2 separate regions of the Mus musculus genome follow, and region 1 is linked to region 2. Evidence: chromatin contacts called from public Hi-C data. All regions are on one chromosome and are shown on one strand. Each heading gives the region's core, a stretch centred on a gene start, on an enhancer-like site or on the middle of the called end of the contact. The rest is flanking DNA. Distances are from core to core; before and after follow the strand shown. Region 1 overlaps Gm3331 (a long non-coding RNA gene). Region 2 overlaps Ets1 (E26 avian leukemia oncogene 1, 5' domain).

The links. A called contact is a pair of places that touch in the nucleus more often than the background predicts.
Region 1: a Hi-C map of embryonic fibroblasts shows a contact between it and region 2, with 2.3 times the contacts expected there. The contact joins two enhancer-like sites. A contact is called at or near these places in 9 of 484 Hi-C or Micro-C datasets (3T3-L1-derived adipocytes, the C2C12 cell line, embryonic fibroblasts and 4 more) and 3 of 115 datasets of contacts at active chromatin or transcription factors (double positive thymocytes, fibro-adipogenic progenitors and large pre-B cells).

What each region holds. Positions count from the first base shown.
Region 1 is chr9:32,822,921-32,827,380 of GRCm38.p6, reverse strand. All of the region lies in intron 2 of Gm3331 (a long non-coding RNA gene), which reads right to left. Among named protein-coding and RNA genes, the nearest start is that of Gm3331, 42 kb to the right of the region's middle. Within about 2 kb of position 3,015, at least 53 of the 459 cell types and tissues checked have an H3K27ac peak or open chromatin away from gene starts, as enhancers often do. A contact at or near this core is called in the C2C12 cell line, embryonic fibroblasts, fibro-adipogenic progenitors and 1 more, where this site is marked.
Region 2 is chr9:32,713,938-32,718,215 of GRCm38.p6, reverse strand. All of the region lies in intron 3 of Ets1 (E26 avian leukemia oncogene 1, 5' domain), which reads right to left. Among named protein-coding and RNA genes, the nearest start is that of Gm3331, 67 kb to the left of the region's middle. Within about 2 kb of position 1,990, at least 115 of the 459 cell types and tissues checked have an H3K27ac peak or open chromatin away from gene starts, as enhancers often do. A contact at or near this core is called in the C2C12 cell line, embryonic fibroblasts, fibro-adipogenic progenitors and 1 more, where this site is marked.

The DNA of each region.
Region 1 (4,460 bases), core at 1,766-4,265, 110 kb before region 2:
ATTCCAGTGGTAGCTGAGATTTGGGCTAGTTATTCAAACAAGGCCAACAAGAACACATACTCTCAGTATGCCTAGTCCTATCATTTGCTTTCACTGATATATTATTTATTCAAAATGATATACTTCAAAACCTTGCAAGGTGACACAATTTTCTCAGACTTGCTTTTTGTTCTCAGACTCGGTTTTCACACAATCCATTTGATAAAGTAAAATGCCACATGAGACAGACACTGAGGTCATGAAAAATGGATATCCTTTCAAAAGAGATGTGAGTCTCTGTGTCGTGTTAGTCAAGAACCATTAGACAAACAAATCCTTGGAGAAAGGATGGAGGTGTTGGACTGGGCACAGTCCATTAATGTGGTGACCACTGATGGACAGCAGCCATCTGGAAGCAGAAGCTCAGGTCTAGAGAGACCAAATGCTTACACTCAATTTGAACTTTGCAGGGACACACAGCTCCCTGCGTTGTCCAGACTCTGCTAGTCACATTTTCCCCATTGGCTGGACTTTTCCTATGACTTTCTTTGTTCATTTTTCACTCAGTCTTCTGGTTATGAATGCTCAACATAATTGTGCTAGTCTAGCATCTCGAAAACCAATCAGAAGCTTATAAGATTAATTTCAGAAATAATCAGGGAAATGCATGTAAACACAAACCATAGTGAGATACTATTTCCTTCCCACTTGGATACTGGAGCAAGAAATTCAGATACTGTGTTTTGGTGAGGTGTAGATAAACCATAGCCATCATCCATCATTAGTGGGAAGACAAAATGGGGTTAAATAATTTGGAAAAATCTACACGTTCTTCAGAAGCTTAAGTACATTTGTTAAACAATCCAGCAATTCCACTCATGGATAAATCTATAAGAAGAGTAAAAATCTACAGAGAAAATTCTGAAGCCTAGAAAAGTTAAGAAATTCATTCCAAGCCAAGAGAAATATATACAGTGAAAATTTTGGGTAATAACACACACACACACACACACACACACACACACACACACACACAGGTGCATGCTCATGTATACACACACATACAGGTGCTTGCTCATGTACACACACACAGGTGCATGCTCATGGACACACACACATGCAGGTGCATACTCATTTACAGACACACACATGCAGGTACATGGTCATGTACACACAAACACACATGCAGATGCATACTCATTTACACGCACACACATACAGGTGCATACTCATGCACATACACAGGTGCATGCTCATGTACACACACACATGCAAGTGCATGCTTATATACACACACACACATGCAGATGCATGCATGTGTACATGCACGCACACACAAACAAAAACTACTATTAATTCTCAGATCTTTTGTTTCCATTATTTCATACAATGCCACATTAAGCAGTTTTCTGGAGCATAGATAAGGACCTGTGGTGTGACAAACCACCATACTAACTGTCACCAAAGCCGTAGAGTGGATATTAAAGATGTGAGTAGTATAAGAAATTTGATTCAAAACTTTCAAATTGTTTTCTCCAAAAACCACTATTAGAGAAATAGCTGTGTTTACCTCAGAAAGTTTGTCATGTACGGGAACTTTAAGAAATGTTTTGTATGATTATCTGTGTAGCTTCACACAACTCTGGTCTAAGTTATATAGACTGGGAAAATACAAATCGTTCAGCAATCAATGATGATTATACTCACACCTGGCCTCAGCACATGGGCTACGGAGCGCGACATATACCTAAATGTGATTGGTTGACTCCAAATGATCTCATGTCCATGAATCAAAGCTGAGAATCCCTGAAAGAAGCCGGGCACAATGGCACAGGCCATTAATTCCGGCATTAGAAAGGCAGAATCGGGTGAATCTCCCTGAGTTTAAGGCCAACCTTGTCTACATGGTGCGTTCCAAGCCAAATAAGGATATAGGATGAGAACCTGCCTCAAAGCAAGCAAGAAGAAAAACAGAAAAAAGAATCCACAAGAGACCCCAGGCAGTAAGTTCAAAGCCAGTGAGAAGAGCACTTGTGAAGAACTGGCTCCCTGGTATTCTAAGATCCCAGACAGCTCTCAGAGCAGCTTGCTTCTGTTAGGAAGACATGTGTCTTGGATTTTCCACTGGACCTATTTATACATATTCCTGCAGAATATTTATTGTAGTGTCCCCTCTTCCAGTCAGAAGGTTTCTGCTTTGAACAGTGAGTTATAAAATGGTTATCCTAACCATGTGGACTATGTCTCACATTTAACACTCAACACACAGTGAGCTCAAGGTTTAACAGAGAGTGTTAGGCAAACCCAGCTCCATTCTAGCAAAGGTGTTGTAATCCAAGCAACAAAAATCTGTGTTCCTCCAAACTTCACTCAAAGCAGACCCTGGATGAGATGAGAAAAAAATACTTACCTTCTTTGCTCTATTCATACTAATTAAGCAATAGAAATATTTTTGGGGGTCTCACAGGTAAGAAAAAATAAACATGAAAGTCATGAGGCCATTAGTCCAGGGTGTTGATTAGAAACTGAATAAATACTTAAAGACTAGTAGGATGATAACATAACTTATGCTGATGAGAGTCCAGATAAAGATAAGTTGCCTCTAGTTTTTACACACCACACACACACACACACACACACATATACTTGGCTAATGTTTTATATATACATACATAAAACACACAAATACATGCATATACTTCACTGGCAATTAGGTTTTCGGTCTTGGATGGTGTCAGTTGCATAACCAAATCCAGAATCAATTAACGTTTATCATATACTGTGTATATATATAAGTGTCTGGGCTGAATAAATGATTATGTCATTAAATCGTCATTACAATCCAGTATTCTGAATGTCCCTATTCTCTTCATGCAGGTGAGCTAATTAAATTTAGGAATAAGAGAAACTACCCAATGACTCAGAAATCGTAAAGGAACTCAGTCAATTTTGAACTCCAAGCCAACAGTACGAGTTCACTGTTTAACAAGCTATGCCAGCCACATGCTGCTGAGAACAGCAGCTACAACGATGAGCTAGCCACCAGATGGACCATGCGTATTTCTCATATTGAAATAGTTAAACCTCTTGTTGTAAGAGCGGCCTGTAATAAAAAGATGCTTTCTTCTCCGTGTACTCTTCTACTGCAGATCTTCAGAAGTCTGAGCCTATTTTTAATTCTTTATGTTTTTCTGGTGAGTGGATTCCTGCATAATTAAAAGAAGAAAAGCAGAAAAAAAAACAAAAGAAGGGAAATATTCCTTGGAATTTCTTTCATGCTCTGTTCCCAGCCCGTGTGTGTATTTCTTGGTGTGTTTTTAAAAGGTTGCATTGACTCAGCAACAGGCCAGCCAGCTCTGTGACAGCTCATCTCTGGTTTCTATTAACTGTGATTAATGCCAGCGATCGTGTTTATGCTCTGAGTCTACACACCAGTTAGGGGCTCAGGGAATTCAGTTCCGGCTTGTGTAAAAAAAAAGAGTATGGGGGCGGGATGTATGGACCAGAAGGAGCCAAGCAGGAGAGGCCAGAGCTTTGGAACTTGTACTCGCTGTGATGGGAAGGGTGATGGGCAGCGGGAGGAGGGATACCTCAAGCCTGGATTCCCAGTGGAAACTGTATCCTTCCCTGCTCTTGATGCCTGCCAGCCTCTATCCCGGACACTCTTAAAAACTGATAGAAGTATGAGCTGAAAGCTGTGCCCTTGCCAGATCAGCAGGAGGTCACCACAATCATTCAATTAATGAATAAATCCCTCTGCAATCCAAGGGTCCATTAGAATCAACACTCAGAGTGGGGCATGGGGTGTTAGGGGATAAATGAATTGTCAAGAGACTGTTTGGAAGGGCATCAAGCCTGTGATTGTTTTCTGGGGACTGGTCCCATCTATGATTTATTTAATAATTAAATCTTGAGGTTGGCATAGACCTTGAAGGTCACCTAGTCAAGCTTCCACTCCATGTTGGAGTGTGTTGTATCACATCTCACCAAAAATCGTGTCTGGTTAATTCCAGGCATGAAGGACTCATTACTTCCTAAGGTATCCCAGTCAATTTTAAAGCAGCTCTAACTATTTGACAAACCATTACTCATGCATTCAGTAAATGTTTAGTAAAAACTAAGTGCTCAAGCTCTGTTCCTAGACCCTAAAGAAAACCAATAAACAAACATACAACAAAATCCCCTGTTCTTTTGGAGTTTCCCTTCATAACATTAAGCCCAAAGTAGCTCTCACTCTCATTTGTCCCCACTGAGCTGCTTATGACCTTCTGGGCTCTCTCAGTGGCTGCCTGATGTCTTTCTGCTCGTTATTGTATGCTTGTAATTGTGCTCATTGTTGTCTCATGTAAGTATCAAAGACCATGAATGAGAGGACTCTTTTCTGTTCTGTCTTTTCATTTCTTCCAATCTTCCTTAGTTACTTTTTTGTGAGGTTCTTGGCTAGACTGTGTGTGTGTGTGTGTGTGTGTGTGTGTACAGTG
Region 2 (4,278 bases), core at 741-3,240:
CTGGAAGAGGTAGTTTTTCTGCACTTTTGAACTGTTTTCTCAAGGCCTGCCTCTCCCTCCCACGCAGGAAACAAACACAGAGCCAGGCCTCTTCCAGGGAGCGTTCAGTGGCTCACAGCTAGCTGAGGAAGATGGCCTGAGAGAGCTGAACTGGGGCCTGTCTGGGAAGAGACAGCAGGAGAGGAGGCAGAGGAGACAGCAAGGAGGACAGGGCCAGGACAGAGGCAGGAGGCCAAGTGGAAGGAGCTAAGGAGATGCAGCGACTTACTCCCAATTCAGAATGGAATATTTTCCATGAAGTTTGAAAGGAACTTCTCTTCCCAATTTTCTTATTTATTTAAAAATTATATAAATACATGTAACCCCTCCTCCCCTTAAAAAGGACAATTTTCCAATGGGGGGGGGGGCTCGTTTGAGATGAAAGCCAGTCTTCAAAATCCCTCAGAGGAAGCCAAAACCCCGCGTGTCTTGATGCTACAGAAAGAAAAACAAAGTAGACATTCTTCCTGTGTTCTGAGGCTTTTTTATGCAGATGTGTTTTTCTTTTAATAAATAAATCCGGGCTGAGAAGGAAGATGCATATTCACACACATCCACACAGCCCAACTGCCTGTATCCAAAGCAGGAAAACTGTGACACAAAATGAGCAACCCCACTTTCCCAGGCGAGGCCACGCGGGCGCACAACATGGCGCCACATGCAACAGACTGTCCACATAGCAGGGACCTAAGCTTCTCAAGAATGACAAGGAGTGACGAGCAAAGGAGAGGCAGAACCCGGGTGAAAATTGGCATTCTCTTCTCTAACTGTCATCTGGCTTAAGATACCCAGCTGTGCCCTACTTTGTGAGCCTTTCAATTCATTCATAAGACGTGATGGCTATGAGAAGAACTATCATACACATTTTGTCAAAGGATGCCTGCTTAGGAGCTGTGTCCTTCAGACCTGGCTCTGTCAGTCAAAGCCCTTGCATTACTGATCCTTCGGCTAGCAGGTTTTCAGCTTTTATCCTTCCTGCTTGATAACCCCTCTGTCCAGCTTTTTAAACTCCCCGTTTAATGCAATCATTCACAGTGGCCTCTTGTTCCCCCTAAAAGCAGTCTTGCATGTCTGTACCCCCTAAGGAGCATCATACACCTCCATAGAGAACATCCAACAAGCAGGGTAAACTGAGACCGATGAGATGGTTGCCTAAAAGTGAGAACATAGCAACTACTAAGCAAAAGACAAAAGACACTACCAGCCCTCCTCTAGACAAACTCACATAGCCAGTCCCACACCTATAGCCTTGGCCTTTATTGATCTATCTATAGCAAATGCCACTGTTTTGAACCGTAATTCCCCATGTAAAAATCTTTTTTAAATCTACCCTATTAGCTATCCATCTCAACCTTTGCACCATCTGCACCTTACTAAAAATGCTTTCTGCATCTTTCTCTAGTCTAAGCTCCTTATGAAAAAAAAAAAAAAAAAAAAAAAAAACACCGAAGAGGCAATGGCCAAGTACTGAGCCCTATAATATAACACCACAGACCGTGCATTACTCTGACACAGGAGCATTAATCATGGGGACAGTTGCTGAACCCCTTACAAATCCTCCTGATTCAACTATCGACACATCCACATATCTTTGTCTGGACCACAAATATATCCAGGAAAGACTCAGACAAAACCATTGCTGGCATCAAAATAGGAGGCTTATAATTCAGCTGATCTACACTGTAGGCTGTTTCTCTCCTCTGGTCTCCCCAAGCACCAGACAAGTGCAAATGAAAATAGCCAGGCTGAAATTCAAACTTCTGCACAGTGAGAGTGAGTCGGGGGCAGGAGCAATGGTGGTGGGAGGGGGTAGGCTTCAGCACCAGAAACAATGGGCAGCCAGAGAACAATGGTTACAGACAAAGTCTTGGTCTATTTATATCTGCCCCTGTGAGTCCCAGACAGGAGGAACTGGAAGTCTGCCCTGTATGCATAGCTCCAACTGGACCAGAGCTAGGAGGAAGATGAGGTCACCACAAAGGCTGCCTGCTGAGGAATGAGCTATTCTTTTGCTCATCCTGCTCCCTCTCAATCTAACAGGTCTCTTTCGCCAAGTGTAGAACTGGCTTGCCCTCCGTAGTCCCCTCTGAGATGGGTAGACCTGAGAGGTGATTAAGGCCTCTTCCGGGGATGCCAAGGATAAATCAGCCAAACAATAGAGATCAATGTTACGGCTCCCAAGACATCTGTTCATTAACCACGGCTGGTGACACTACAACAGAGCTCTTCTATGGTTAAGTTCCCTAGCTCGCTCCCTTGGAGCAGAATAAAGGGACTAAGACACGGGGCTGGGGGTGTCTCTCAAGGCCAAAGCACTCGTCCAGCATGTGTTCTTGTCCAGCATCTGGGTTCAATCCAGCACCAAGGAGAAAAGGGAGGCCACGAGCTGAAATGCATGGAGACACAGAAAGACCTTTCCTTCCCTCTTATTGCCCTGTCTTCCCTTTGGAATTTCAACTTTTCTCCTAACAGGACTTCATACTGTGATATTCAATTTTTCCCCCCGCACTATTAATTTACTTTTATTCTCCCTCTTCCCACAGGCTTACTAAAATGGAAGCCAGCAGTCAGATAAGTCTGTGATAGACCACAACCTGCTACAGGCTGGTGGCAGAAGGAAGCCATAGGAAAAGAGACTCAGCAGTGAGTCCCTGCAAGCTGTTACCCTGTCCACCTTATACAGTGCCACCTGTGTCATGAGAGGACTGACAGGCAGCCAATAGTCAGCAACTTCATCCACTGGATTCCACCCTACCGATCCAAAGCACAAACCCAGATTCTCCCCCCCCCCCGCACCCTCCCCCCTACACACCAAAACATCTGAGACCCAGTACAAAGATCCCTGTGGAGAAACAGCTTTCTGCTCCTGCCTCTGAACCTCCATGAGTGACTTCCTTCTGTGCTCCTGGAAAAACAACACTTAAGTAAGCAAAAAGAAGCAGAAGTCCTGTTTTTCATTTAACTAGCTTAGAATATAGAAGAGAGACACACACACACCCTCCCATGGTGAGAAGGAGGCAAGCACTTTAATGTTGGATCATTTTAGAGCTCAACCAGGGCACTGCTGGGTCCAACGGACTCAGAGAATAGCTACAGGTTACACTGGGTTCTTTCTCCAGCTTCATTCATTCACAAGTGCATGAGGGAAGATGCGTGCTACAAGTTCAGAGTACCCAAAGGCACACAAATAAATCTGAAGATAACTGAGATATTATGTTCCAGGCCACACTGGCAAGTGATGTAGTCACTCAGTACAGAAGGTGAAGACAAAAAACCCAGAGGAAGACCACCTTAAAATACATCGGACAATGGATGCTGGCATGGGTGCACGGAACACTAAGCTGATGCAGTATTCCGTTCAAACCCTGCTTCTCCCATTCCTCTCCACCCATTCTCCCTACGGGCAAAACGTCCCCTTCTTTCCAAAGGCCCTGCTGACTCATCCCAGTGTAATTCAAGAGAGCCACATGGGAGCCACATGGTAGGAGTGGAGAGAAGGCAGAGAGACGACCACATTCATAGCATTCATACCCAAGGCCAGGCTGACACCAGAGAAGATATGAAAATCCCCACCTGTGGCTTGTTTGGCAAGTATAGGACACAACCCTCCTCTCGGCCTACAGCCTTCAAAATTCCCTGCACAAAAGCAAGCAGTGCTCTTGCCCCCATCTGGAGTTTATAGCCTCAGATTAATATGTTCAACAACTCACAGAATAAAGACCCTATGCAGTCCTGTAAATCTCAACGTGTGTCTCTAAGGAGCTGGACCCCTAGGAGCTGAGACATTTAAGTCATAATTAAGAGTTGATCCCTGCTAAAGTCTCCTGGTTGCTAAGGAGTTGCTTAGGACCCAGAGAGATAAACTTGGAAGAGTTCATGATTACCCTCCCTATACCATTAGGTTCCCTTGCTAACCCTGTCATCTGCCTTTCTCCACAGTCCGTGCAGATCTACCTAATCTATAATTTGGGCTCCAGTATCTCTTCGGCTTTGGCTGAAGAAGAGTAAACTATCACTCCATGCAGTCTACCTGAGTCTTTATTTACCCTTCCTTTGCCTTCTTCCTCCATACACCCTCACTCTAGCTATGAAAAGCCTCATCTGCAGCCAAGAAGCAGAAAAGAATTTACAGAAAGAATTTGCTATAAAACCTTAACTACTCCTTGGAGGGAGGCTCTCCCGCCTGGCAACCAGACGTAATTATAAGATGAATGAAAGGGAGGCAGCCAGTGGTGGAGG